Linked DNA regions of Mus musculus: all the other regions are linked to region 7. A link is a contact called in public HiChIP or PLAC-seq, Micro-C and promoter capture Hi-C data. All regions are on one chromosome and are shown on one strand. Each heading gives the region's core, a stretch centred on a gene start, on an enhancer-like site or on the middle of the called end of the contact. The rest is flanking DNA. Distances are from core to core; before and after follow the strand shown. Region 1 overlaps Map2k1 (mitogen-activated protein kinase kinase 1). Region 2 holds the start of Spg21 (SPG21, maspardin). Region 3 holds the start of Clpx (caseinolytic mitochondrial matrix peptidase chaperone subunit). Region 4 holds the start of 1700055C04Rik (RIKEN cDNA 1700055C04 gene). Region 5 holds the start of Lctl (lactase-like). Region 6 holds the start of Smad6 (SMAD family member 6). Region 7 holds the start of Rab11a (RAB11A, member RAS oncogene family).

Region 1 (3,889 bases), core at 256-2,755, 540 kb after region 7:
GGCTACACAGAGAAACCCTGTCTCAAAAAACCAAAAAAAAAAAAAAAAAAGTGTTTAGTTTTGTTTTGGAATGAAAGCCCTTTACTAAACAGGGCATAGTGGTGGGTGCCTTGGGAGGCATGGGTAGGTGTATCTCTGTGCGTTTAAAGCAGCCAGAGCAATATAGAGTGATCCTGTATAAAGTGTTCTATTACTAACATATCCTTTATTGTGAGACAAGGATCTTATTATTTAGCCCTGGCAGACCTGGAACTAACTATGTAGACCAGCTTGGCCTGAGAACTCAGACCCGCCTGCCACTGCCTCCTAAATGCTGTGATTAAAGGCATACACATCATGTACATTTGCTGATATAGTCTTTGTTTTATTGTTTTAAAAGAATTATCTATTTTATGTATGAGTATACCAGAGCTGTCTTCAGACACACCAGAAGAGGGCGTCAGATCCCATTCCAGATGGTTGTGAGCCACCATGTGGGATTTGAACTCAGGACCTCTGAAAGAGCAGTCAGTGCTCTTAACCACTGAGCCGTCTTCCCAGCCTTGCTTGTTTTTTGAGACAGGGTTTCTCTGTGCAGCTCTGGTTGCCCTGAAGCACCTCTTTTTGTAAGGCTTTCTTTTCAGGCAGATTCTCTTTAGTGAGGGCAGCATAGACCTCACCAGCCACTTACACAGCAGGTTCTGCATGTGCTCAATCCCAGGAAAGCTTCACCTTCTCTCCCCTGTCCACACCAGTGCTGGGCCTCTGATGGGCTTTCAATTAGGCCTGTTGTGCCAGGGCATTAATGTGCTTGTGGCTGGTCACATAGATTGATACCCAAGCAAAACTATTTGGTGTTTCAGAAGAAGATTATAGTAATGAGGAAATTTGTTAATAATTGTTGAGGAGAAGGAATGGATGTTGAAAGCAAGCAAATGGAATGTAGGGTGGAGCACAGTACTAGAGCATGTTGTAGCATGGGTAAGGCTGGGCTCAATTCCCAGGATTTTGGACAAAAGGAAGTAAAAGGGTTTCCATGGCAAAGTGACTAAGCCTTGAGTCAAAAATACAAACAAACAAACAAACAAATACCCAGTAATTCCTAACAGATGGTCAAAACAGGAGTGAGCAGATAGCTTATAGGCCACATTGTGCCTGCTTTCTTTAGATTTGTATGTTCTGCAAGCTAAGGATGATTTTCAAAGCTTGGTGACATGTGATAGTTGTGTGCAATTCAAATTTTAACATCCCTGGCCAGGTATGGTGGCACATGCCTTTAATCGTAGCCCTGGGGAGGCAGGGGCAGGTAGAGCTCTATGAGTTCAAGGCCAGCCTAGTCTATATAGCAAGTTCAGAACACCTAGGGCTATTGGAGAGACTCTGCCTCAAACAAACAATGAGCTTAATGTCTATAAATAAAGTCCTGTTAGAACACAGCCACACTTACTTGCTTAAGTGTTCTCTGTGACTGCTTTGTGGCTGTATTGGTATTTTCAAACAGTCTCTTGTGAAAGAAATGACTCATCCTAAAATATTTACTCTCCAGTTCTTTACTACAAAAGCTTCCTGTTGAGGCCCTGAAGTGTGTTGACATCCATAGGAGGCCTTCTCTTTTCTGAAGAGAAAGGCAGAGGGGGAGATAGGGGCAGGGAGGGGGCAGAGAAGTGGGCCTGGAAGGAGAGGAGGGAAGGGAAGCTGTGGTCAGTCTGAATGTAAAGGAAATATAATAAATTAATTAATGGGGGAAAAAGGTTCCTGACCCAAGTTAAGAGAAGGAAGGATTAATTGCCTTGGAGAAGGTAAGCACCAACCGTGGCTCTCAGCTTGTTTCTGTGGGTTCTTGAAGAATGACAGCTTTACAGCTCTTTTTTTTTTTTTTGCTTTTTTGAGACAGGGTTTCTCTGTATATCCCTGGCTGTCCTAGAACTCACTCTGTAGACCAGGCTGGCCTCTAATTCAGAAATCCACTTGCCTCTGCCTCCCAAGTGCTGGGATTAAAGGCACTTGCCACCACTGCCTGGCGGAGAGCAGTTCTTTAGGGGTTGCCATAGCCCAGTAACACAGAATACTAGAGAAGGGGGGGGGAGAGGGAGGGAGGGAGGGGGAGCACCATGAATGGCAGGAGGAGACATGAGAGAGAAGTAATAGGTTTTCTGAGAAGCCCCTAGGAGCGGAGGGCAGGTACTAGCTGGAGGGGTGGTGTCAGGAGGACTTGACTTTGGTCCTTTTGGAATCAGTGTCACATTATAGCTGTGGGTTGGGGGTTGGGGGGAGGGGAGCTGTGATTGAACCTGCTGGTCATGGAGAGCAGTGACCTACTAGCAACCCTGGGGCCCTGATTGCCAGTCTGTTAGCGGTAACACTCAGAGAGGAGTCTCATGCCCAAAGAGATTGGTTTGCTATGGAAGTCTCATTACCTGGTTATTACTCTAAAGGTGGTCCTATTAACTACTACCAAATCAAGAGGGAAGGCAGCTCATGAGACCTGACACCGTGGAGGAGCAACAGTAGAGTCATTCTCAGCCTGAGGCTAGGAACCATGTTAATTAGAGGCTTCTGTTGTGGGATTGTCTTCTATATGGGAACAGCTGGTTTTCTTGCTGGAAGTAAATGCTGACTGGCTCCATACAGCACCGCCACTCAGAGGTGGCTACAGCAACTCTTTGGAGTTTTTCCAAACATGTCTTTCCCCAGCATCCTGGTTGCAGGTAAAACTTCATGGAAAGTTCCTTCCAACTCTACCCCTTTGAGTGATCCTAGCAAAACTGTAGGTAATTTATCTGTCTTACCTCTTCCATTTCTTGGGACAACCCAGGATCAGATGAAACTGGCCAGTAAATCTCTAATAGCACCAAGGTGATGGTACTTAATAAAAGAACATTAACCCTAGCATTGTGGAGTCAGAGACAGGCAGATCTCTGAGTTTGAACCAGCCTGCTTTACATTGCAAGTTCCAGGCCAGTCCCAGTCAGGGCTAAGAACACTTTGTCATGTGTTATTGCCCCCATCCCCCCTTAAAACCAAATACAAACGTATGGTCCTAGACTGCTATGTGGTTGCTGCCTTCACAGAGGTTCTGGTCCAACTTGGAGAAGTGAGACCATAGTGAGTCAGATTAAAGACTGATGGGTGGATGATGCAAAGGGTTGGGATTTGCATTGAGACAGTGGGTTTCCTTTCACCCTATCAGTAAAGGGCTAGGATTTTAGGAGCATGATTGGCAGAAAGTGAGCTGCAGTTGAAGGTAGTGATGAGCACATGGTTACTGGTTACTCTCTCTATGGATCTAGAGTAAGCGAGGACTAAAACTGTCCTTAAATTGTCAGTCTCTCTTAAGTGTTTCTTTAAGGGCCTGGCTCTCTCTAAACCAGGAAGGATTGGTAAGTGGCCTCTTAACCTCTGGTCTGGACTTTTTTTTGATGCCTGACTTTGGAGCCTGGGTCCACATAGTAACATCACTAGTTATCGTTCCCACCCCTACCCCCATTTAAGGCAAATAAATTTCCATGGGCCTATCATCTTATGGCTCTTATTTTCCACCTCCTACTGAGCAAATTAGGTTGAACATGTCAAATGGGTTTTTAGCTTATTTTCTTTAGTGTATAATTAGTGTGCAAGGTAATAAGTCCTTTTCCCGTCAGCGTCAGCAGAGAGCTGATTGGCTTTGAGATAAGCCTGCTTTTCTTCTAAAGTAACAGAAATAGCACTTAATACAGGTGTCCTGGTTGGTGGGGTTTTGGTGTGTCTGTGTGTATCTCTGTTGTTTGTTAACTTGACATAAGCTAGGGTCATCTGGAAAGAGGGAATATTAAATGAGAAAACAGGGTTTCTCTTCCTATCCTGGAATTCACTCTGTGGACCAGGCTGACCTTGAACTCTACCTCTGTCTCCTGAGTGTTGGGATTAAAGG
Region 2 (3,948 bases), core at 1,284-3,783, 720 kb before region 7:
AACCATTTTTAGCACATCTTTCACCATTTAAAACTGCTTTATTTGATAGCTTCATACATTTATGTAGTACATTTTAGTTAATTTAACTCTCCTGTCTCCCTTTAAGTTATTACTTTAAAATAAAAGCAACTAGCGGCATATACAGTTAATCCTGGAATATTTTATATCAGGACAGACTTGAAATACCACCACAGCATCTGTGCACTTCCAACTGGAAACATTTTCTAGAATGTCTGCAGGAGGGAATATTAAAGACAGGCTAAACAGCCAGGTGTGATGGCACACATCTTTAATCCTAGCCCTCAGGGGCGGACAGCTAGCTCTCTGGGAGTTCAAGGCCATCCTGGTCTACATAGTGAGTTCCAGGCCAGCCAGAGCTATGCAGTAATAGTAAGACCCTGTCTCAAACACACAAAGCTAAAACATCAATCAACTTGTTAAAGTTTACTTCTAGGATCGACCAACTTACAAAAAAAAAAAAAATTATCCACAGTTTTAATAAGATGCCACTCACAAACCAAACTAGGTACAAGCACACAGGCAGGCACACAAATGAGCTACCTACTTCTTTCCCACAGTGGCCGAAGGGTAGTCCTTACCGGGTCTTCAGTATAACTCACAAGCAGCTCAGTACTGACCACATTGTAACTAATCTTGATGCATAAGAGTTCCTACACAGCTGTGAGGACACTTTTGCAAGGACAGGTGATTCTAACACTTGTGCTGGTTGGGTGGTGAGGAAAGGTGAGACAGTTACCAAATGTTGCCAAATGTTGCGTAGGACCAGCTGACGGCTAGGAAGAAAAAAAAAAAAAAAAACCTGCTGCAAAGCTAAAGCAGCTGTGAAGGGTATGAAAAGGAAAGTTTGTTCTAGCTCTCTTTCATCCACTTAAGCCGGATGCTTTTCCAAGTCACAAGAGAAACATTCTTAAAAAAAAAAAAAAAAAAAAAAAAAAAAAAAAATCTGTGGCCCAGAAAGTTAGCTGAGACTGTGACCAAACTGGTCAGGATGAAAAGAAACATGGGCAGTGTGTTCAGGACAGATTTGCTTTCTCGTGACTCTGTTCTTTACAAAAAACAGAAGCACCTGTTCAGGCTGGTGAGGAAAGAGGCAGAGATAAGCTTTATCAAGGAAACCCCTCCTCCCGCTGGCCAGGATGCTAAGGCTCCCCAGCTCTTCTTGGACCTTGCGTTGCTGGACAGTAAGTTGGCTAGTTGTGAGAGAGCATGTACTTGGCCTTCAGAGTTTCAACAGAACCTGCAGTTCATAGCTGAGGAAATCGCCTCTACAAATGTTTAACACACGGTCAGTCACATATTGCTGGTCCTTTATCTCAATGTATAGGTGTCTTATATAGGGACAATCTGTGGTTGTTAATACAACCAATTAAAAAGGTTATTAGAACTAGAGAGCCTCTAGGTGACATAACTATGGTTCTCGGTGTTGGGGAACGCTCACCATGGGCTTTTACCACTGAACTACACCTAAGGCCCTGCGGCGGGCTGTTCACTACACATCTTCATCCTTCACCACACCTATATGTATTAAATAGCCATCTTTTTGGAGATTTCTTCAGGTAAGATTTATCCTTTCTCCAGGAACCTATCCACTTCTCTCTAAATATCATGAGAGGAGACGCTGCCCGCACATCTTTCTCTCTGACCACTCGTTTCAAGGTTCTGGTGTAAAATCTTTTTGAAAACTCATACACAGCTATTAGACGGCTTCCCAATGTGCAGAATCCTTGCAAAAAGAGAAGCTAGACCACTGCAGATGGAGACAAAACAACATCAGCCCCTAACTTCTAACTCCCTGGGAAAAGAAGAAAAAAGGGGGGGGGGGTTTCTCTCGCCCTGCTACACTCTTCATGACTCTTTCACAGGCCTCACACCTAGTCTGAGGTAGGATCTTTAAAACAACTCTACTCGCAGCCCTTAAAAGTTGACTGAAACCAAAATGCTCCTGAATTTCTGCCCCAGGATGGGTGGCTCAAGAAAATGAGGATGTCTGACTAAGGATTTTGGGCACCAATCGCCATAGGGGCCGCCCTGGGTTCCACCAGTTCAGAAACAACAACAATCCGCAATGAACCGAGGCTGAACCTTAGACAGACCCACAGGCACAATCGGACACACACAGGCGCCCGCGAGAGCGCACCACACGCACACACAGAGATATGGATCACGTGCATGGTCACAAGGACCTGCCCACTCGTGAACTCTGCTCGTAAGTCACGCATGCTCGATACACGCCCACCTACAACCCTACACGCACCACACACCCACACTCTTGCTTTCCAGGGCCTGCCCCTCACCTGCCGTGGCCGCTCCCGCGTCCCTTTCTTTCCAGCCTAGACGGATCTTCGCCCCGATTTGGGCGCAGAGGATGGAGTCGGCGGGGCGCGGACTGGACCGGCGGCCGCAGATCAGGAGCCCCGCGGGAGCAGCGGGCAGAGGGGGCGCGCGGCCGAGCAGCCAGAGGCCACCGCCTCCCAGCTTTGGTACTGCGAGCTCCCCGGGCGCGCCTCCCGCTTCCGGGTTCCGAGGAGGCGGGACCAGATGGCGAGGAAGGGGCGGGGCTCTGGTGGTTACTATGGCGACGGGGCTGGCAAGGGAGGCCCTGTTCTGAGATTTGCGGTGTCCTAGAGGCTGTGGAGGCTGGTGGTGGATAAGGGTCAGTTCTTGGTCACTTCTGACAGGAGCATGGAGGAGGAAGTGAAAAATCTAGGCTGTAGGCCCCGGGGATGTGCTTCTGACTTCGGTTTTTAGGCGTCTTCATGCTTTGGTGGGGAGACACTTTTGGTCCATAGCTTTGGTGAATAGGCCTTGACATAGTCTTTTTAAAACATTAGTATATATCAGTTCATTACAATGGCTTAATTAGGACATTTTGATACCTATATAAAGAATTTGGATCATCACCCTCCCTTAGTCTCTGCCTCCCATGTCCCATTCCCCTTCAGCCTCCCAACTGCATATGCTTTCTCAGCAAAATTGTTTTTACCTTTTGTATAGACGCTGTCCTCTGACCTCCTTTCAAAGCCTTGTCTCCTTTTATGGCTTTGTGCTGATGTTGAGGGGGTATACTCAGCGCTGGTTTGCCCTCTTCTGTCAGGCACAGTCTAGTCACTGTTCTTACGAGAGATGTGGCAGATGCCACAACACCTTTCAGTTAGCTTACAGCTTTGCTCTGAAATAATGCATAATAATATTGAGTGACCTGTCAATCTTGTTTGAAAATTTGTAAGGTTCCTAAAGCAAGATCCTAATGTTTTAGGGACTTTTAAAAATATTTTTTATTATTATTACTTTTAATCGTGTGTGTGTTTGTGGGAGAGAGAATATATGGTGCACATGAGTGTAGTTTATAAGGAGGGCAGAGGAGGATCCTAGAGCTGGCATTACAAGTGTTTGTGAGTTGCCTAACACGGGTGTAAAAGTAATATGTATTCTTAACCTCTGAGCAATCTCTCAGCCCCCACGTGTGTGTGTGTGTGTGTGCGTGTCCCTGTGCCTGTGCATGTACGTGTGCGTGTGTGTGTGTGCGTGTGCCTGTACGTGTGTGTGTGCGTGTGTGTGTGTGTGTGTGTACGTGTGTGTGTTGATGCCTGCTGAGGCCAGCTTTGGACCCCCTGGAGCTGGAACTGCAGATGATTAAGATGGATCAAGCCTGACTGGGTACTAGGAACTCAGCTTTGGTCCTCTGGAAGAGCAGTAAGTTTGTTAACCACCAAACCATCTCTCCAGGCCTAGAGAGCACAGACGAAAACAATGACTCAAAAAAACAAAAACAAAACCACAAAACAACCAAACACTGATCTATGGCTCAGGAGTCTTAGGTTCCAGTCTAGAACTTAGACAAACACCAGACACATTTTCCCCAATGCATAGTGATGTCTCGGCTCTCAAAAAGGTGAGGCAGAAGGATCTCAAATAGTGGTACTGTAT
Region 3 (3,426 bases), core at 314-2,813, 560 kb before region 7:
TCCAAGGCCAAGACTGGTGTACAGAGTTCCAGAGACCTGGCTTGCCCCTGCCTAAAGACTGCCGGAACTAAAGTCATGTGCTATAACCTCCGGGCTGAAGCTAGAATTCTTTGACTAAATCTTATCAAGAACTCCTCCTGTCTAAAACACGTACCCTTTTTAATGCTGTTGTCAACCAAATTTAAACATGATGAATTTAATACCCCTAGTACCAAACTGTAATACCTTAAGCCCTCAACGAATGTAGGTCAAACAATACATTAAAATTATGTTTCTTTCCAGTGTTTACAAATCAAACCTCTGGAACTGGGACACCTACTTGAGGTGTGGCAATGTTTTAAGACTAAATCTTACACTTACGTGTCAATACTAAATGCTTCCGCCTATGTTACTCCATTTCATGTGTATTATAAACTGCCAATTATACAGTTAGTAGACAATGATGATTTTAGAATTAGTCAAAAAAAAAAAAAAAAGGAAAACTGCTTTTATTGATCCAAGGATCGTCATGAAAAGACATCTGTAAGTTCAGAGCCTAACAAGACCTAGCCTTACAATCTGATATGCATAGACTTGTGGGAAAGAAAAACGGGTTTCATTCCCGGAATCTCTTGGCAGGTGTGCACTCTGTCACAGGTCCTGATGAATAGAGAAGCAAAGTAAACAAGAGCCACTCCACTCTTAGAGGCTGATCCCAGCTGTCAAGCTGGGGAAGCGGGCGAATGACTGTTGCTAAATTTAAGTATTTCAGGAATTCCAGCGGTCGTTTTCGCCCCACCTCCCCGCTGCTTTCTTGGGACCCCAAGTTTCCCAAATATCTTGGGACCCCAAGTTTCCCAAATATCTGGAAGGCCAGCGAGCTGTGTTTACGTCTTGTCGTCCCCGAGACCGCACAATGTCAGTGACACCCTTGCGCTGCCGGTCCAGGCGACTAGCCCGACAACCGGGCACAGACTCCCCAAAAGTGACAGGCCCCAAGAAGGGCTGCACGGGGGACACTTTTAACGAGTGTTGCGTCGCACTCGGTTGTTCTCCCTGAGTTGAGGCGAGATGGCCTCATTCCAGCCCCCAAACTCCGAAGGCCCGAGAGCTCACAGGCCAGCGATAGCCCACCGGGTTTCCTTCCAATCCGACAGCCAGGTACTCCAGAGGCTCGTAGCGCCTCGCAGCCTTCAAGCCCTCCTCTCCCCCCGGGATCCCCACAGGTTCACTCGCCGAGAGCCCAGAGCGGGCACCGGCTCGGGACTACTTCGTTACCTCTCTGCGCGGAGGTGAGCGAAGTGGTGAGAAGCCGGGCGGCCGCAGCGCCGCAGGTACAAGCGCCGCAACTGGACATCTCCGCGGGGCCTAGGCCAGGGCTTCGCGCCCTGAGGATCGAGGGGGCTCAGCGACCCGATCGTGTCGCGCGAGTGTTCCGCTGACTGGCTCCGCTCCCTTCCGTCGGTTCTATGCTGGCGCAGCGTTTTCCCCACCAGGCAGCCAGGCCTGGACGATCCCAGCGTCCCACCGCCTTCTACTCACCGGAGTAGGCTCCTCCCCTCCTCCCCTCCCTCCCTACTCTCCCCCATTCCCCGCCCACCCCGGCCGGGGAGCGTGCGCGCGCTTGCGTCCTAGACCCAGGAGGAGGCGTGAGTTTACGCTGCGCATGCGTGGAGACTAACGTGATTCCAGAGAATGGGGCGGTAACCTGGGCACCAATGAGCGCGCTACGGCAAGCGGCGAACCCAAAATTTTGCGGTCGCCTAATTTCTCGGGAAGTCTCTTTATTCGGATGTTAAAAAGTTTTAGACCCAAAGAGACACGCGCCGTGTCGGGAGTTGACCCTACGCTTCTTAGGAGCAGGGGAAATAAAAGCGCAAAAAGGTGAGGATCTTTTTTAAGTGATCCGAAAACTAAGAATGTAATTCAGTGGTAAAGACCATAATCCCACATAATAATTATAAACAGACAGTAACTACCAGGCGCTTGCACTTCGGCAAGTTCCTTCCTTCATGGACTCTATATCCTGGCTTCCTTTATGTTCGCTGTTTCGTTTCATTTGCAGCATGGAAATGGTCTCCTAATCCCACTCCCACTCCGAGCAACAAGCTGGATAGAGCTAGCTTTCCTTGCTCTTTCAAGCTTTGTGATGATAAAGTTTTCAGTCGGGGCTAGTTGCCTGTGTGGATTTTTGTTTTGGTTTTCTGAGCGAGGGTTTGTCTGTGTAACCTTGGCTGTCCAAGAACTCCCTCTGTAGACCAGGCTGACCTCGAATTTAAGAGTACTGCCTCTAACACCATATGGGTTTTATTTGGGTTTGGTTTGGAATTTATGCCAGAGTAATTATATATATATCATCAACTCTAGCCGCCAAATTGCTAGGTGGCCTGGAACTTGTTCTGTAGCTGAAAATGGCTCTGAACATCTGATGCCTGTGCTCCCACCTCTAGATGAGACTACCGAGTTGTACCACACCCTGCTGGAACCTTTAGACAGAAACTGTGAGGAAAGAGAATTAAGCCAGGATCAACACCAGTTCACTTACATTAACCAGCGTCAATCTCCAGCCAGAAAAGTGACTTCCAGTTCCCCGGGTCTAGCTCACAGAAGGGGAATTCCAGGTGGTTCATACTACTACAGGGTTCTTTCTTAGAGAGCTGACTCGTGGTAACACCTCATGGTAAAGTTTCAGAGATGAAAGAGAATTCTTGTCTTTCTTCACTAAGACCCACTCCTTCTTCAGCTGCATCCAGGAATACAGTTGTGAGGAGAGACTCAAGTCCTCTCAGTATGTTGCTTTCCAACTGTGTTCTTAGACTCTCTCAGAAGCTCTCCCTCCATGGATGCTGTGAGCAAACCAAGAGGGCTGTCTCTGGCTTCTCCCGCCCAAAAAGAGAAGTTATGGGTTTTTTTGTTTTTGTTTTTTCGAGACAGGGTTTCTCTGTGTAGCCCTGGCTGTCCTAGAACTCACTCTGTAGACCAGGCTGGCCTCGAACTCAGAAATCCGCCTGCCTCTGCCTCCCAAGTGCTGGGATTAAAGGCGTGTTCCACCACTCCCGGCTTCACACACATTTTTTAAAAATCTTTGCTTCATGCATAGGAACATTTTGCCTGCATGAATGTGAGTGCATCACAAGTGTGCCTGTTGAATCCCCTGGACCTAGGGTTAATCATGGCTGTGAATCACCATGTGGGTGATGGGAACCTGGTACCTCTGCAAGAGCAACGTGCTCTTAAATGCTGAGTCATATCTCCAGTTCTAAAAATATTTTTTAAAAAGACAAGCAGCAAAGCCAGGTGATGGTGGTACATGCCTTTAATCCCAGCACTTGGGATTAAAGAGTCAGGTGGATTTCTGAGTTCAAGCTCAGCCTGATCTACAGCTCAAGCTTCAGGACAGCCAAGGCTGCATGGAGAAACCCTGCCTCAAAAAAAAAAAAAAATCAT
Region 4 (3,493 bases), core at 771-3,270, 700 kb after region 7:
GAGCTGGGCCCGTGTTCTATTGCTTGGGCCAACGCTAGGGTAATCCTGCAGTGGACACTGAACTCCTGAGCCTACTTTTCCTCCTAGGATATTGTACAGCGGTGTTATATACCCTTATCCTCCTAGCTAAATTGCCAAGGTCTTCAGGAGTTTGGCTTGGATTGCTCACAAAAGATCCCTACAGCTGGACTCTTGATGTTTCCTCATAGAAGGAAGAGGCAGGTCCCTGTCTGAGTGGCTAGCCATGCCTCCCCACCAGTTGTATACAATTCCATCCTAATTACCTGTGTAGCCCTAGGCTCTCTGGGCAGGGCTAGTGTTTATAGCCAGTGAACAACCAAGGAAGTGACTCCATCTGTCTCTACCTCCATAGGGAAGCCATCAGCCCTGCTGGGTGCTGCCCTTACAATGTGGCTGTTTTAAGGTCACCTTGGCTCCCGAATGTTCTCGGAAGTAAGCCTAACTACTTCCCCAAGGCAACACTGGTAGAATGGAATTTTGGTTTGTGACTGGGGTAGATGTTGCTGGTTGTACCTCCAGCTCCAGGGTAAAAAAAGTCTCAGCAACGCGCAGTTAGGGGGGGGGGGGTGTGTGTGCTCTGGGTGAGGATCTATCTGGTAAGGAGCAGGCGGGTTGTCTTTGCAGAGCCAGTGGAGAGGTGGCTCTAAGTGGAAACTTCAGGAAGGCACCTGTTAAGAGAGACCCATCACTCAGCGATGGAAAACAGAGGAGTGGTGGCTTCAAGGGAGGTGGAGTGAGCGGTTGAGACCCTGGCTTTTGAGTTGGGTGGATTTGAATTTAGATTTACTATCCAGCCCCTCCCCCACCCCCTTTTGAACGCTGCTGGCTGAAGACCCCAGGGTCGTCCGTGGACCGACTGCCACTGAACTACATCCAGCTTTCTTTGTGCTTATTTGGGGACTGAATCTCATGTATTAGCTGCTTTTCTTGTTGCTGAGACCAAATGTCTGACAAGAGCTACTTTGGGAAGGGTTCGCTTCGGCTCGGTCTGGAGGTGCTGAGGGTGCACTCCATCATGGCAGAGAAGACCTGGCCGCTGAGGCAGGTGGTCACGTGGTACCCACAGTCTGGAAGCAGAGAGAGGTGGAATGTGCTCAGCTACACTTCCTTCTACTGAGTTCAGGGACTCCTGCACATGGAATGGTTCAGCTCACGGTTAGTATGAGGCTTCCCACCTCAGTGAACCCACTCGAGAAACTCCCTCCCAGGTGTAACCAGAGGTTTGACTCCTACAGGATTCTAGAGCAGGGGTTCTCAACCTGTGGGGTTCACATATTAGATTATTACATTACAATTCATAGCAGTCGCAAAATGACAGTTATGAAGTAGCAGTGAAAATAACTTTATGCTTCGGGGTCACCACAGCGTGAGCAACTGTATGAAAGGGTCATACAGCATTAGGAAGGCTGAGGACCGCTGCTCTAGATTCTGTCACGCTGATAATCAATATTAACTAGTCTCACCAAACTTTCTAGGCAGGCTGACTTTGAACTTGCTATCCTCTTGCCTCAGACTCTTGAGTAACTGGGATGACAGGCATACACTGCCAGGACCAGCTCAATATCCAGCACGTGCTCTCTGTGAAGCCTTGGGGAGCGACTTAGCCTCTGAGTTTATAAAATGAGATCTCAATATGGGAAGCTCCCCCCAAGGCATGCACAGACAGGATGGTTGTTTAGAGAACTTTAGAGAGAAGTTGGGTGAGGGGTTCTGGCAAGGCATACAGTAAATGCCCTATAAATGTGCCCGTGGACATCATTCACAAGGACCTAGGGGTGAGGAGGAGATGGGAGTTTGGCTGAATGATGGCCCAAAGACTGAGTCCCTGAAACCTGGGGATATGTAAGGTAACACAGTCAGGGAGAATAAAGGTAGGGTGGATCTGGGTTGTTAATCAGCTGACTCTGTCACAGAGAGATTGTCCTGGATCATAGGGAGGCTTGAAGTCACAAGAGCCATCCTAGGTGCAACAGTCAGAACCCCGTCAGAAGGACAGTCAGAAGGCGTGTGACTGATATTCTACCGGCCACTGTGGAGGAGACACGAGCCAGGCAAGGCAGGCCACCGCTAGAAGTTGGACAGGGCAAGTGGGTGAATTCTTTCTCCCCTCAAGCTTCCTCAAAAGCCCAGAGTTGGGCTGCTGAGACAGTTCGGCAGGTGAGGGCACTTGCAGCCAAGCCTGACAAACACAGTTCAGTTCCCCACACCTACAAGGGGAAAGGAGACAACTGGCTCTGGCAAGTTGTCCTTTGACAACCCCCCCCCCCCCACACACACACACATGCATGTTATGTCATGGAAGGCTTACTCCAAATAAGTAGATACAATGTAGTGTTAAAGAATAGGTGGGCAGCTCTGGCTACACTTAGATTTGAGCCCAAGGATACCCGTGCATTTCAGACTCTCAGAACTGGGAGGAAATGGATTGGGATTGCAGTAAAGACACTGTCTTTTTAATTTGTCACCACAGTGAAAGAAAAGGAAGCAGGGGCATTAAGCTTTGAACACCAGCAGGCTGGCAACAGGCAGAGGCCAAGGCAGGCAGGGTAGCTGGGAAGGATCAAAGGAGCCTCCATATCCTGACACTCCAGGACAGAGTTATCAGGAACAGGGGAAAACTGTGTGTCTCTTTGCAGAAATAAAGAAATGGACAGATTTCTCCAGTAGGGTCTGTGCCCTTGGTAATGGCTGAGCCTCTTCCTGGCAAGAGCTGGTGTCTCCCTCACCATCTTTTCAGTCTAGAATTGGATTTTTGTGTAACCTGCTTTGGCCAAACATTTGTAGGTTTGGAGCCTGGCCTAGGGAGAGGTTGCACACTCCTGCCACAGCTGGTTTTTTACCACCTGCTCTAGCCCAGGACCAAGCCTGGACGGACAGACATCTTTCGACATGGCCTCAATAACTCTTCTTCCCACAGCTCCTAGCAATACTGTGCCCAGTTACTTACTGTCTTCCACTGAGCATGGGCTGTACATTTCTAACACACAGTGTGCTGCATTGGCTGCTGTTGGCTGATACTTTAGGTACCAAAAGGGCTACAGAGCTCTCTTCCAGTCCCTGTTCCTGTCTCTCTCTCTCTTTCTCCCCTCCTTCCCTTGCTGGCTTTTCCTGGAGGATCATTGATGAGTAGGGTCAGGGAAGGGCTGAGGATAGCTCAATCAGAAGGCCCAGGTGGGGAGCTGGCTACAGCTTTGGAGAAGACCCGAGAGCTGCATCCTGGTGAAGAAGTAGCCCAGGCTGGCACTAGTCCATGCTGTTATATCATTTTAGTGAGAAAAGAAAAGGGAGGAAGCCCAGCCAGAGAGAGTGGAGTCGGGAGGGGGTGCCACAGAGAACTGAGAACCTTGGGAGAAGATGCAGAGAACTCTCAACATCCAGCAGGGAGTCTATGGAAGTATACACACACACACACACACACACACACACACACACACACACACACACAGTTCTTTTCTACACAGTTTTCTCTGTG
Region 5 (3,728 bases), core at 1,124-3,623, 620 kb after region 7:
TCACCTCTGACCCCCGTGGGCAGGAGCCGCGGCCAAGACAGGGAAAATCGGTAGTGGCTGACTTGTAGTTCCTTCAGCAGGGCAATGTCCTCCTGTATAGATAGGGTGGGGAAGCAGGGATAGGTCACCTGGGCTATGAGGGAGCAGGAGACAAGTCTTGGGGGCCTCAAGGATGTCCTCTAAAATGACGATACTATGAGTTCCGGCTCCACACTGGGCAATGTGATCACATACAGAAGTCCATGCAAGATTGTCTGTAAACTTGAAGGAGAACAGGGGATCTGAGAGTGAGCTGCCCCATGCCCTCCTGCAGGTTTTGGGGCCAAGTCACTGTTTGTTGTTGTTGTTGTTGTTGTTGTTGTTGTTGTTTTGGCACCTGGTTGCTGGCCCTTCTCATTTTTCCTCTTCCTACACCCTGGCACTCCCAGCCTCATCCACCACTGCCTCGCGCTCTCTTGGGCTGTGCTGGGTACAGTTTGTTTAGCAGAACATCAGGTTGATATTGTCAGTGAGATGCCCCCATATGCCACTCACCACCTCTCAGGCAGGATGGCACACACAACCCCCTTCACGCACCTGAACTTTATAGTAGCTGTCACAGGCTGTGTCTGCTGTGTCACCTCCTAGCACCTGTTCCTTTCTGCCATGTGTGAAGGCATCCCAGATGCTGGGCCCTTTCCCATCCTCGTCCCATGCACCTTCTGTCTGGTAGGCAGAACTGCCCACGCCCCAGGAGAAGCCTGTAGAGAGAGATCCCACACCAGGCCCTGGACCACCACTCCAACTTCACCTACATTGGGAACTCTATGGTGGCCAGGCTCAGGGTGCCCTGCCCCAGCTCCCTGGAATAGGAATGTAGGGGACAGGGAGAGGGAAGATACAGAATTAAAAACATTTTTGTGTGCAATTACAGCTCTAATTAGCATCCATTGTCTGTAGATATTAATAGCTTGCTTTAGATTTTTATTTTTTATCAATTTGTGGGGGGTGTTGGGTAGGACGGCTGGTGAATACAGGTGTCTGAAGAGGCCAGAAGAGGATCCCGTGGAGTTGGAAATCCAGGCAGTTATGAGTTACCAGATGGATGTGGGTGCTGGGAACTGAACCCCACGCCTGTATAGGAGCAGTAAGCATTTTTAAAAAAGATTTATTGTTATATGTAAGTACTCTGTAGCTGTCTTCAGACACACCAGAAGAGGGTATCAGATCTCCACCATGGTTGTGAGCCACCATGTGCTGGGATTTGAACTCAGGACCTTCAGAAGAGCTGTCAGTGCTCTTAAGTGCTAAGCCATCTCTCCAGTCCTAAAATAAACATTCTTAACTGATGAATTCTAATTCTAGTAACTTTTAAAAAGTTTCTGGGTTGGGGATATAGCTCAATACCAAAGTACTTGCCTAGCATGGCCAAGACTTTAAGTTGGATTCTCAGCATTGCACAGACACAGGGATGGACAGACAATCCTCCCACCCTGGACTTCCATCTTTCTACCAGGGAATTTCCTTCTAGAACATTCACGTGGATGTTTTCCCCATCCTATGAGACAGGAAGCCAGAGCATCCAATTCCAATTCCTTGGCAAGTCAGCCAAGGTAGGAAGACCAATAGAGACTGACAAATGGATAGACAGACAGACAGTCTAAGGACAGAATAGTGGAGGAATGGACATACCGGGTGGAAAGGTTCCATAGTAGAAGGATGCCTCTTCTGGGGGTCCTCTCCAGGCAGTCCCTACCCTGGGCACCAGCAGGATCCACCCAAGGATGATGACCCACACTGGCTTCATGACACCTCACCTTCCTCCATGCCTAAGAGCCCCTGTCAGCTCAGGGACACAGGCCAGGAGGGAAAGGAAAGGGGCCACAGAGCGGCTTGCTTGGGCACACAGCAGCTGTGTGTGGGACCCTGCATTAAACAATGTGCAGAAGCTGAGCCAATGGGCCCAACTTCAAACTGGTTCCCATTCTGATCATGGTGTGTTGGAATGATGCAGCCCACACCTCTCAAGTAGCTCCTATCTAGTGGGGAACCTACTTCTGCCTCAGAAAGTGCCAGTCTGCTGGGGGAACCCCAAAACCTAGAGCACCCCTCAGCCTCTTACCTCCCAACTGTGTAGCCTGTATGGGGTGCTCTCCCTATCTAGGGCCCTCTGTCCTTAGCTGTCAGAAAGAGATCTCTTCCCACTGGGAACCCCTTTCTGATTAAGCCCACCAGCTTACCCAAGATGGTGTTCAGCCCTCGACACCCCCAGGGCCACTGTTGTCAGTTACCAGTCTCTCTGAATGACTCCTGGGCCCCACACTCCCCACCAAAGCAGAACCTACAGGCATGGAATCCTCTAGTCAGGGGTGTGATCTGTGGCCTGACACCAACAAAGAGTCTCAGTAATTCCACAGGGAGGGCACAGGCCAGAATGCTGAGCTGACCAAAAGCAATGGAGTCAGCAGTAGCCTGGCACTGGGCCTGGGCATCCAGCTGGCTCCTTCCCAAGGAAGAAGGGCGGCATCGGGGGAGGTGACCTCGTCCTCCCAGCTCCCTCTGGGCCTCACATGTAACCTTCAGCACAGTCCTGGGCATCCTGAGGAGGGGGTGTGGACTTGGGACCACTTGGGACTTGGGGTGATAATGTTTCAGTGTACCTTTCTTGCTGCCACGGGGGGGGGGGGGGATCTCTCAAGAAGGTGATGTTGGGTTTTCCACATAAGCCTCCTCTCCTCAGATTTCTCATCTTTTCCTCAGCTTCTCATTCTGCCATTGCTATCTGTGAAACTGTGTGAGTCAATTCTCCCACCTGGTTCCATCCCAAAGCAGCTCTGTTAGCAAAGAGCCTCCATCAGAGGCGCCTCCCCTCCTGATAATCCACTCAGCCTGAAGCCTCCTTTGCCTCCCCGAATGCGTCTCTCTCAGCCTCAGGCCTTCCCCCATTGTGGTTGGGCTTTTTCTATCCATTCTCCAAGTGTTCCCTAGGCCACCTCCTCCACCTTCGGGAAGTCCCTAGAGCTGCCTATCCCCAGCCCTCCAGCCTGCAATTCCATGTTACCAGTGAACTTGTCCCTGCCTCCTCTCAGAGCCCTGCTCCCCTGGGGTACAGAGGTATGCCTGCCCCTCCACCCAAGATCCCTAGAGTCAGAGAAGTCAACACTCAACAGTGTGGGGCAAAACGGAATTTTACAATTGCCATAAAAATGGCTAACACTGGCAGGCAGTGGTGGTGCACACCTTTAATCCCAGCACTTGGGAGGCAGAGGCAGGCGGATTTCTGAGTTCGAGGCCAGCCTGGTCTACTGAGTGAGTTCCAGGACAGCCAGGGCTACACAGAGAAACCCTGTCTCGAAAAACTTAAAAAGTGGCTAACACTGTGGATTAGTTAATCTTGTCAACTTGATAGTTCTTAGAGTCAACATGGAGACTAATCTTTGGCTGTGTCTGTTAGGAATTACCTATATAGGGTCAGTGTCAGAAGACCCGAAGTGAATGTGGGCAACACCATCCCATCTCTGCTTCCTGACTGCAGATGCCCGAGGCCAGCCACTTCCTGCTCCTTCCCGCCCCCCTTAGGTGTTCTGTCTCACCAACACGTCACTGAGACACTGACTGGGTGGACAACCACAACCTTCACAGATTGCTTTATTTAGTTCTAGTGTCTGAGTGAGGGAGTTGCAACAGCTTTGCCTTCTTCTTCTTTTTTTTTTTCCAAAAACAAGTTTTTATTAGATATTTTCTTCATT
Region 6 (3,831 bases), core at 485-2,984, 720 kb after region 7:
ATTGGCTTCTCTTTGTATTTATTATTTTATTTTGGGAGACTTTCGGAGACAGGGTCTTACGCAGGCCCAGGCTGGCTTCCAGGTCTCTGTGTAGCCCAGGAGAGCACTGAACTCCTGATTCTCTTTCCTCTACCTCCCAAGTGCTGTACTCATGGGTGTGCACAATCCTGTAGGCTCTCTTTGCGTTTTAGGATCATCAACTTCTTCAGGGATGAACGGAAGCTAAAAGACAAGTTTGTGTGGGCGCTTCTTGCCCACTTTTGATGTATGCACTTATTAGTAAGGATTTCCTAGAATCTTGAGAAACCAAGGCCAGGACAGCTACTCATATTCACCTTGGCCAAAATAGTGAAGGGTGGGTGTGACAATCGGCCCTGCAGCACTGGAGTACCTGGCTCCAGGTAAGACTCAGGGAAGTAGTCTGTATCTTTCCTACACACACGACCCTTCCCCCAGCGCACTTCCAGACCCGTTCCTGGACTTGCACACCACCTTCGCTACAGCAGTCCAGAGCACAGGTATCCTAAAGGGGATCACAAGTCCGCGCCCCATCCTCCCCACTCCGCCTCCCGCGGGGTGCGGCGTCAAGCCCCAGGCCAATGAGAGTAGCGGAATTTCTTTCATTGAGCTCGGGGCCCCGCTCCTGCCCGGAAAGGGGCGTGGTGCTGCGCCGGGGGTGGGGCCGCGGCGCGCCAGGGGAGGGCGGGGCCGGCCCTGCGGCTGGGCCAATCGGCGCCACGCCCGGGAGGGGGAGGGGGAACCAGGCCTTTTTTCCCCTCCGCGCGGGGCCAATCCTGACTTTACAAGCTTGAACTTTTGCCACCCTCGGACTAGCAAGCACGCCCGAGGAGGTACCCCGCCGCGCCGGCTCCAGGGCAGGAGCGGCCTTAACCCTTCCCATGCCGGGTCCCCAAGTCTGTCCCCAACTTGCCCCCGTTTTTATAGTGAAACATAACTGGGGAAAGCACGCCCCTCTATCACTCTCGAAGGGGCATAAGGTAAATCCTCGAAGGGAGAAGAAAGCGCCTGGCCTTGAGAGGAGCCTAGGACGCCAGGAGGGAGAGCCGGGGCGACCAGGAGGAGCCATCCAAGAGCACTCCTGCCTCTACCCCACCCTGTCCAAGTCCCCACCTCGGGCTATCCTGGAGCTCCCTCGATCACCCGCCCCCCAGTGTAGCCTAGGCGGAGAGACCCCTAATTTTGGGCAGGGGGTGCGTGGAGCCTTCATAGGACACGGAAGAAACCCGCTATCCCAACTTCGCCGCCGCCCCCCAACTCCCCAGAGACGGAGGGCAGGAAGGCGCACACACACGCCCATTTTTATTAGCCCGCGCTGAGGCTGGGGGTTTGGACTGACTCTAAAGTGCTATGCGCGTTTGCAAGTTTGGGCACAAGCCAGAGAGAGGCAAAGGGCCGCCTCGGAGTCCGGGTCGCGGTGGGTTCACCCAGCAGAGCTGGGCATCAGGGTGTGAGTGTTTGTTAGCGCGTGTGCGGGACGGCTGGTATCCGTGCCCAAGGCACGACGTGAGCTTGAGAGTGAGTCGCGGGCACTGTCAGCCTCGGGGCGGGGGTGCTGGGGCGGGCGAGGGGCGGGGGCCCGCGTTCGGCCCGCCCCGGGAACCAGCCCCCTCGGAGCCTCGGGCTCAGCAATGGGACGTGTTCTCCTTTAAGAGTTAAGAAACTTGAAACCTTGTTTGCGCAACAATCAGCGCCGCGGAGCCGCCAAAGTGTCTAGACTGGCATATGATGGGAGGCAGCCAATGACTCCGCGGCGCTCCTCCGGGGGCCCTCAGTGTGCGTTTGAGGAGAACAAAAAAGAGAGAGAGCGCCGAGAGGGGGAACGAGCGAGGGAGCTGAGTCCAGAGAAAGAGCCGCCGGGCGCTGCCTCGCCAAACCTCGCTGGGACCGCGGGGCCACCAGGAGGCACTTTGGTGAAGGGGGGGGGGGGCGACCTCGGCAGCCGCGGCGCCCGAAGCGACCCAGCGCAGCGTGGGGCGGGCTGCGACCTCTGCTTCGGTGGATTGCATTTTTAATTAAGGATTCCTAGCAGCTCTTTGGGATTTTTTTTTTCCGGCTTCCACTCATGTGTTGACACCCGCGTTCAGGAGAGACTTGCCCCAAGTGCACCGAGCGCCCGGGACCTGAGACGGAATTGCTTTTCGTGCGTGCAAAATCCAAGCATTTTGAGTTTTGTTTGGGACCTTTTTCTTGCTTTGCTTTTATTTCTATTTTTATTTTGTTGCAGGGATATGGGAGTTATCCACAAGCCTTAGTTTCGGATCCTGCAGGGAAAGCCCATGTAGCATAGCTTGGCTTTTGAAGGCAGAGTTGTGCAGACACATTTGGGGGCACGACGCAAGCGCTTTGTGCTCGTGTACCAGCCGCGCAACTTTTGAAGGCTCGCCGGCCCATGCAGGGTGTCTCTAGCATCGTTTCGCTGGTGGCTTCCCTAAGGCTCCAAAGCAGCTGGAGTTGAGCGGTCCCGGCCCATCGTGATCCATGTAGCCCGCTGGTCCCTCGCGGACTGAGGCTCAACACGCGCGTGTTCCCGGCCCGGCCCGGCCCGGCTTGGCCCGGCGCGAGCTCCCTCATGTTGCAGCCCTGCGGTGCCCCTTCGACGACAGGCTGTGCGCGGTCTGCACGGCGCCCCGCGGCAGAGCTTCATGTGGGGCTGCGGCCCGCTCAGCCGGCGCCTCGTTGAGGGAACGGACCCCCGGTAACCGGAGACCGCCTCCCCTCCCACCACCCCAGGCGCCAAAGGGTATCGTATGTTCAGGTCTAAACGTTCGGGGCTGGTGCGGCGACTTTGGCGAAGTCGTGTGGTCCCTGATCGGGAGGAAGGCAGCGGCGGCGGCGGTGGTGTCGACGAGGATGGGAGCCTGGGCAGCCGAGCTGAGCCTGCCCCGCGGGCACGAGAGGGCGGAGGCTGCAGCCGCTCCGAAGTCCGCTCGGTAGCCCCGCGGCGGCCCCGGGACGCGGTGGGACCGCGAGGCGCCGCGATCGCGGGCAGGCGCCGGCGCACAGGGGGCCTCCCGAGGCCCGTGTCGGAGTCGGGGGCCGGGGCTGGGGGCTCCCCGCTGGATGTGGCGGAGCCTGGAGGCCCAGGCTGGCTGCCTGAGAGTGACTGCGAGACGGTGACCTGCTGTCTCTTCTCCGAACGGGACGCAGCAGGCGCGCCCCGGGACTCTGGCGATCCCCAAGCCAGACAGTCCCCGGAGCCGGAGGAGGGCGGCGGGCCTCGGAGTCGCGAAGCCCGCTCGCGACTGCTGCTTCTGGAGCAGGAGCTCAAGACGGTCACGTACTCGCTGCTCAAGAGGCTCAAGGAGCGTTCGCTGGACACGCTGTTGGAGGCTGTGGAGTCCCGAGGCGGCGTACCGGGCGGCTGCGTGCTGGTGCCGCGCGCCGACCTCCGCTTGGGCGGCCAGCCCGCGCCACCGCAGCTGCTGCTCGGCCGCCTCTTCCGCTGGCCAGACCTGCAGCACGCAGTGGAGCTGAAACCCCTGTGCGGCTGCCACAGCTTTACCGCCGCCGCCGACGGGCCCACGGTGTGTTGCAACCCCTACCACTTCAGCCGGCTCTGCGGGCCAGGTGAGCGTGCGCAGGGTCGCCTCGACCTCCGACTCTACCGTCCTGTTCCCTTTCCCTTTCCCAATCTCTTTGTTGGATACACTAGGGATGCTCCCCCCCTCCCGACCGCCCCCCTCCCCCGGTACTGGGAGCCTGCAGGGGATTGAGGAAAGTTGAGGGCTAGATGTCTGCAGTTTCAGATGGTAACTTTATTTTGTGGCGCCGGCGAAGTGAGAAAGGGACACGTTCGGGTTTCCATATGCA
Region 7 (3,975 bases), core at 927-3,426:
GAAGGTTGCCAATGTGGAGACGGCATTCTTTATTACTGTTATTGTAGAGAGAATGTAGACTTATTAAGGGAAAGTAAAAAAGAAAGTAAGAAAGAGAAAGTAAGAATGCTTCCTCCTTTAAAAAATTTAAAACTATATCTTTATTTAATGTGTGTATATGTTGTGGAAGTCAGAGGGCAACAATTAGGAGTCAGGTCTCTCCTCCTTTGTAGGTCTCTAGAATTGAACTCAGCCCTTCAGGCCTGGTGGCAGGTGCCTTTACCTGCTGAGCTATCAGGAACAGGCACATACCACCTCTGAGACAGGATCTCCACAGACAGGCCTAGAACTTGCAATCTTTCTGCCTCTACTTCATGAGTGCTGGGACCACAGGTGCTGCCATCCCCAGCTGTAGGGATGGCCTTTCTTGTGCTATGTTTTTCCTGTTTTGTAACCCTGGCTGGCCTTGAACTCACAGAGGCATTTACCTCTTCCTCCCAAGTAGGATTTAAAGCATGTGTAACCACACCTGGCCTAGTGACAGCCTTTAAAACATGACATGTATCAGAGAGAGTGTTAAAACAGCAATGAACTATCCTTAAGGACGAAGCCTTGATGGTTAAGTGTGGCCACCCTTTTCCCCATCTCATAAACAAGGCTAGAGCTTTGCTTACAGGAAAAACACCCCAGGTTCCCCTGCAACCTTTCTTTGTGACCTTGGATGTTACCCCATCAGTTAAGTTTCTACTCACCAAGTAGGAGCCGCCCTGTGATCTTGGATTCCTCAGAAACTCTAGTCCTCTCTGAGGCACTCCCAGACATGTTCTTGGCCACACCTTTCTTTCTGAGACCCTCACTTCCTCTTAAGTATATAGCTTAGAATCTATATTAAAAATCTCTTCTAATAAAGTCTGATTGTCTCACATATTGGTTCATCCTGAAATGTTTTGCTGCAGCAAAGTCAAGAATCAGTTTTTCTCCGAATCCAGGTCCCTAATAGATAAGGGAACTCCTCAGACTTGCTGGTGGCTGTCTGGAAGAACATCTCGTCCCTGCTGACAATCCTCCTTCCAACTTTGGAAAGACCTTAAGGACAACCCTGAGCTTATTCAGATAATAAAAAAATAACATCTCTGCTTAAGGTCAGTTGATTAGCAATTTGAATTCCATCTGTAGGCTGAATGACAAACATCTGTTTCCCAGGAATTATTAGATGACTATGCCTCTGTGTGGACGGAGGTGGAGGTGGGAAGGGGCAGAGGAGGACAGCAGGGCCAGCCTGAGCTATATTCTGGGGTACAGAGGGGGAGTGAAACCACCTCAAACAACAAGAACAAAATTATTAGGAGATGCTGTGGCAAATTTCTTGAGTCTTAACACTGATATTTGCTAACATGGGAATTGCCATTCTTCTTGTGTTAAAATTTATTTAATCGGGCTTAGCTCGAAGGCCAGAAAATAGGACTCAAGATCTTGAATCTTTATGAGAAAGGGTGGGCGAAGTTCTCTTAATGACATCTGGAGATAGTGCAATAGATTTGTGGAGAGATTGAGTGGGTGAGGAGTGCCTATCCTTAACTGAAGCTGAGGGTATAAAATTCCAGCAAAAGGAATCAAGTAACAAACTTTCTCCAAGGCTAAGAAAAACCAAAGAGTTCAATAGGTCTCCATGAAGATCAGATACTACTGAATTGACAAGATTGATTAGTGTAGTCTTCATAGGTAAAGGCTACCTGTGGTTCAATCCAAGAGCAGATATAACAAGGTTATTCTATTATTCAATATGAGCTAAAGAATACAATCAATATGAGTTAAAAGTATGAAGAAAAGGGAGCAGGTTCCACCGAGATTTGAACTCGGATCGCTGGATTCAGAGTCCAGAGTGCTAACCATTACACCATGGAACCAGCACGGAGGCAGCAGTGCCTTCGGGTCTCTAATGCTGACAAAACTCCGCCCCCAACCGGAAGCCAGATACTAAAAGATTTACACTTCGCTTCTCTGAATGATTGGGGAGAAGAACAAGCCAAAGGCTCCAAGGACCATTTTAGGATTGTTTTTCCTGTATGCCTTCCCAAAGCCGGGTGAGAATGTGGTGTCCACTCCTGCGCATTCCACCCTGCCTAGCTTATGGGCGGGGTGCCATCTCTCCGGAAGTACTTTCTGCGAGGGGCTGGGGCCTTCCGGAAGTGACGCATACAGGGCGGGGCTCGTCACCGGGTCCGGCAGCTGAAGCTCCTCGCTCGCTCGGGTTACCCCTGCAGCGACGCCCCCTGGTCCCGCCGCCGTTGCCACCGCCGCTCCCGCCCCTCAGCTCCTCGGCCGCGCCATGGGCACCCGCGACGACGAGTACGACTACCTCTTTAAAGGTGAGGCCGTGGGCCAGCGAGAGCCCATTTGGGGCCCGAGACACTCCCGGGGGACCCGCGCAGGGCCAGCCCTGCCCTGGTCGGAGTCCGCCTCGGCGCTTCCTTCCTGCCGCCCCGTCGGGGGTCCCGCCGCTCGTCCGGGTTCCCGCGCCCTTGGGAGGCCTGACGAGCCGCGGCGCCCCTCTCTGTATGTCCTCCCCGATGGCTGCGTCCCTCACGGCCGTGCAGTTCCTTCCCTGGGCGTCTCGAGCCCCTCCTCTTGGATGCTGCTGCTCGTCTCACGTCCCCCCTCTGACAGGCCCCTGCCTGGGCTGAGCACCCATATCGGGACACCCACTGGCTCGGGGGGCGGGGGTGTTGCTTTTTCTCTTTTCTGTTCGTTTCCCTTTTCTTCCCTTCCCTCCTCGTGAGCCTTTTCCTGGGCTTCGGCCAGATTCGCCCGTCCCCGGGCCCCCACCCCCATCCCCGCAGACCTCGAGGTCAGTACCCGCGGACTGTCCCCTCCCTCCCCACAGACGGGCAACTAATGTTTAGCACTCCGGAGCGACCTGGCTGGTGGGAGGGAGAGAAGGGGAGGGCAAGAGGGGCTGTCCATCACTCCTGGCGTTCATGCACTTGTCGCAGTGTCCAGGCAAGCAGATGACTTCCCACCTCGCGTTTTTCTTTTTTTTTTTTTTTCCCCCCCTTTTCATCTCTGTCCCTGCCTAGCTACAACCAGACCGGGATAACTCCTTTTACTTGGCTTTCGAGAAGGGGCTGCGGATGGGTGGTGGCTGTTATCCCTGCCAGACCTGAAGGCCCAGTTCCCGAACAGGAAAGGTTGTGCGCTGCACAAATACTAGCGAGCTTATCACTGTGGACTGGTTGCTTCCTGCTGCAATACTGGGAGGATCCGACAGGAAGGGAAGAACCCTGGTTGGTCACATACCTTTCCCAAACAGTGAGAGAGGGTTATAGTGCTAGCGTGCCCTTTTAGTGAAATCAAGAATTTATTACAGGATGGGGGGAAATGTGGAGCCGGTGGACAGAACAGGGAAGAATGTAAATAGAGACTTGCTTATGGGTTGAGTCCGCGAAGAAGCTGAAGTGAAAGGATACAGTTCTCAGTGACGAGAGAGTACAGTGAACGCTTTTTTTGTTCATGAATGCGCTCTCACTTTCGTAGCCTTGCTCTGCTCCTGAATTAGAAGGGCAGCCATCAGTAATTTGTTGAACAAAGATCATTGCCAGTGAGGAAGAAGCCCTTGCTTTTAAAGCTTTTCTGGGGAGGGTGGAGTTTCAAGAGTGTTAAGCATGGTGAGTGTTCCTGGCTTTGCCATTGGGTGCTAAGAGTGATTGGACTAAGTGAAGAAGCAGGAAACATTTCCAAATTCTTTACAAGTCTTGACATATTAGCTGCTAGTACACCCTTATCAAAAGTTACTCCGAATATTCTATTTATAGAGTAAGTACCTTCAGTGTTACCCTTACTACCATATTGGAAAGTAATGTATAGATAAGAAGGCACCAAACCTTAAAAATACTACTAGGAAAGCAGGCCTTGGCGGTATAGGCTTTTAAAATCCCGGCATTTGGGAGGAAGAGGCAGGCAGTTCCAGTCCAGCCTGGTCTACAGAGTGAGTTCCAG

Evidence for each region. Promoter capture Hi-C pulls out the DNA fragments that hold promoters and counts their contacts. Hi-C and Micro-C count contacts between places; a contact is called where the count stands out from the background. HiChIP or PLAC-seq counts read pairs in DNA pulled down with a chosen protein or histone mark.
Region 1: a FOXA1 HiChIP or PLAC-seq map of pancreatic cancer cells shows a contact between it and region 7. The contact joins the enhancer-like site here to the promoter of Rab11a in region 7. A contact is called at or near these places in 5 of 39 promoter capture datasets (the C10 cell line, HPC-7-derived erythroid cells, frontonasal cranial neural crest and 2 more), 5 of 115 datasets of contacts at active chromatin or transcription factors (bone marrow-derived macrophages, embryonic hindbrain, large pre-B cells and 2 more) and 1 of 9 other capture datasets (macrophages).
Region 2: a promoter capture Hi-C map of erythroid cells shows a contact between it and region 7, with 4 times the contacts expected there. The contact joins the promoter of Spg21 here to the promoter of Rab11a in region 7. A contact is called at or near these places in 1 of 39 promoter capture datasets (erythroid cells), 1 of 115 datasets of contacts at active chromatin or transcription factors (bone marrow-derived macrophages) and 2 of 9 other capture datasets (liver and pancreatic islet).
Region 3: a promoter capture Hi-C map of erythroid cells shows a contact between it and region 7, with 21 times the contacts expected there. The contact joins the promoter of Clpx here to the promoter of Rab11a in region 7. A contact is called at or near these places in 2 of 39 promoter capture datasets (erythroid cells and pre-B cells), 3 of 115 datasets of contacts at active chromatin or transcription factors (bone marrow-derived macrophages, memory CD8 T cells and pancreatic cancer cells) and 2 of 9 other capture datasets (adipose tissue and liver).
Region 4: a promoter capture Hi-C map of erythroid cells shows a contact between it and region 7, with 17 times the contacts expected there. The contact joins the promoter of 1700055C04Rik here to the promoter of Rab11a in region 7. A contact is called at or near these places in 4 of 39 promoter capture datasets (erythroid cells, liver and stem cell-derived epiblast-like cells).
Region 5: a contact with region 7 is called in a promoter capture Hi-C map of neural stem cells. The contact joins the promoter of Lctl here to the promoter of Rab11a in region 7. A contact is called at or near these places in 5 of 39 promoter capture datasets (the C10 cell line, hippocampal neurons, liver and 1 more) and 2 of 115 datasets of contacts at active chromatin or transcription factors (embryonic midbrain and embryonic stem cells).
Region 6: a Micro-C map of embryonic stem cells shows a contact between it and region 7, with 7 times the contacts expected there. The contact joins the promoter of Smad6 here to the promoter of Rab11a in region 7. A contact is called at or near these places in 1 of 484 Hi-C or Micro-C datasets (embryonic stem cells) and 4 of 115 datasets of contacts at active chromatin or transcription factors (bone marrow-derived macrophages, embryonic stem cells and pancreatic cancer cells).

Annotation. Positions count from the first base shown.
Region 1 is chr9:64,200,152-64,204,040 of GRCm38.p6, reverse strand. The region is part of intron 5 of Map2k1 (mitogen-activated protein kinase kinase 1); the gene reads left to right. Among named protein-coding and RNA genes, the nearest start is that of Snapc5, 23 kb to the right of the region's middle. Within about 2 kb of position 1,505, at least 62 of the 459 cell types and tissues checked have an H3K27ac peak or open chromatin away from gene starts, as enhancers often do. A contact at or near this core is called in bone marrow-derived macrophages and pancreatic cancer cells, where this site is marked.
Region 2 is chr9:65,459,522-65,463,469 of GRCm38.p6, reverse strand. It overlaps Spg21 (SPG21, maspardin), which reads right to left and starts at 2,533. Exons shown (of 9, transcript NM_138584.2): 1 at 2,316-2,533.
Region 3 is chr9:65,292,397-65,295,822 of GRCm38.p6, reverse strand. It overlaps Clpx (caseinolytic mitochondrial matrix peptidase chaperone subunit), which reads right to left and starts at 1,563. Exons shown (of 14, transcript NM_011802.3): 1 at 1,258-1,563. The coding sequence starts at 1,336. It also overlaps the pseudogene Gm16218.
Region 4 is chr9:64,039,992-64,043,484 of GRCm38.p6, reverse strand. It overlaps 1700055C04Rik (RIKEN cDNA 1700055C04 gene), which reads left to right and starts at 2,020. Exons shown (of 3, transcript NR_040726.1): 1 at 2,020-2,178.
Region 5 is chr9:64,115,792-64,119,519 of GRCm38.p6, reverse strand. It overlaps Lctl (lactase-like), which reads right to left and starts at 2,373. Exons shown (of 14, transcript NM_145835.2): 1 at 2,220-2,373; 2 at 1,672-1,905; 3 at 577-740; 4 at 5-92. The coding sequence starts at 1,786.
Region 6 is chr9:64,019,962-64,023,792 of GRCm38.p6, reverse strand. Smad6 (SMAD family member 6) reads left to right here and starts at 1,734. Exons shown (of 4, transcript NM_008542.3): 1 at 1,734-3,588. The coding sequence starts at 2,769.
Region 7 is chr9:64,735,957-64,739,931 of GRCm38.p6, reverse strand. It overlaps Rab11a (RAB11A, member RAS oncogene family), which reads left to right and starts at 2,176. Exons shown (of 5, transcript NM_017382.5): 1 at 2,176-2,348. The coding sequence starts at 2,309. n-TQctg9 (a tRNA gene) reads right to left here and starts at 1,886; the gene lies at 1,815-1,886.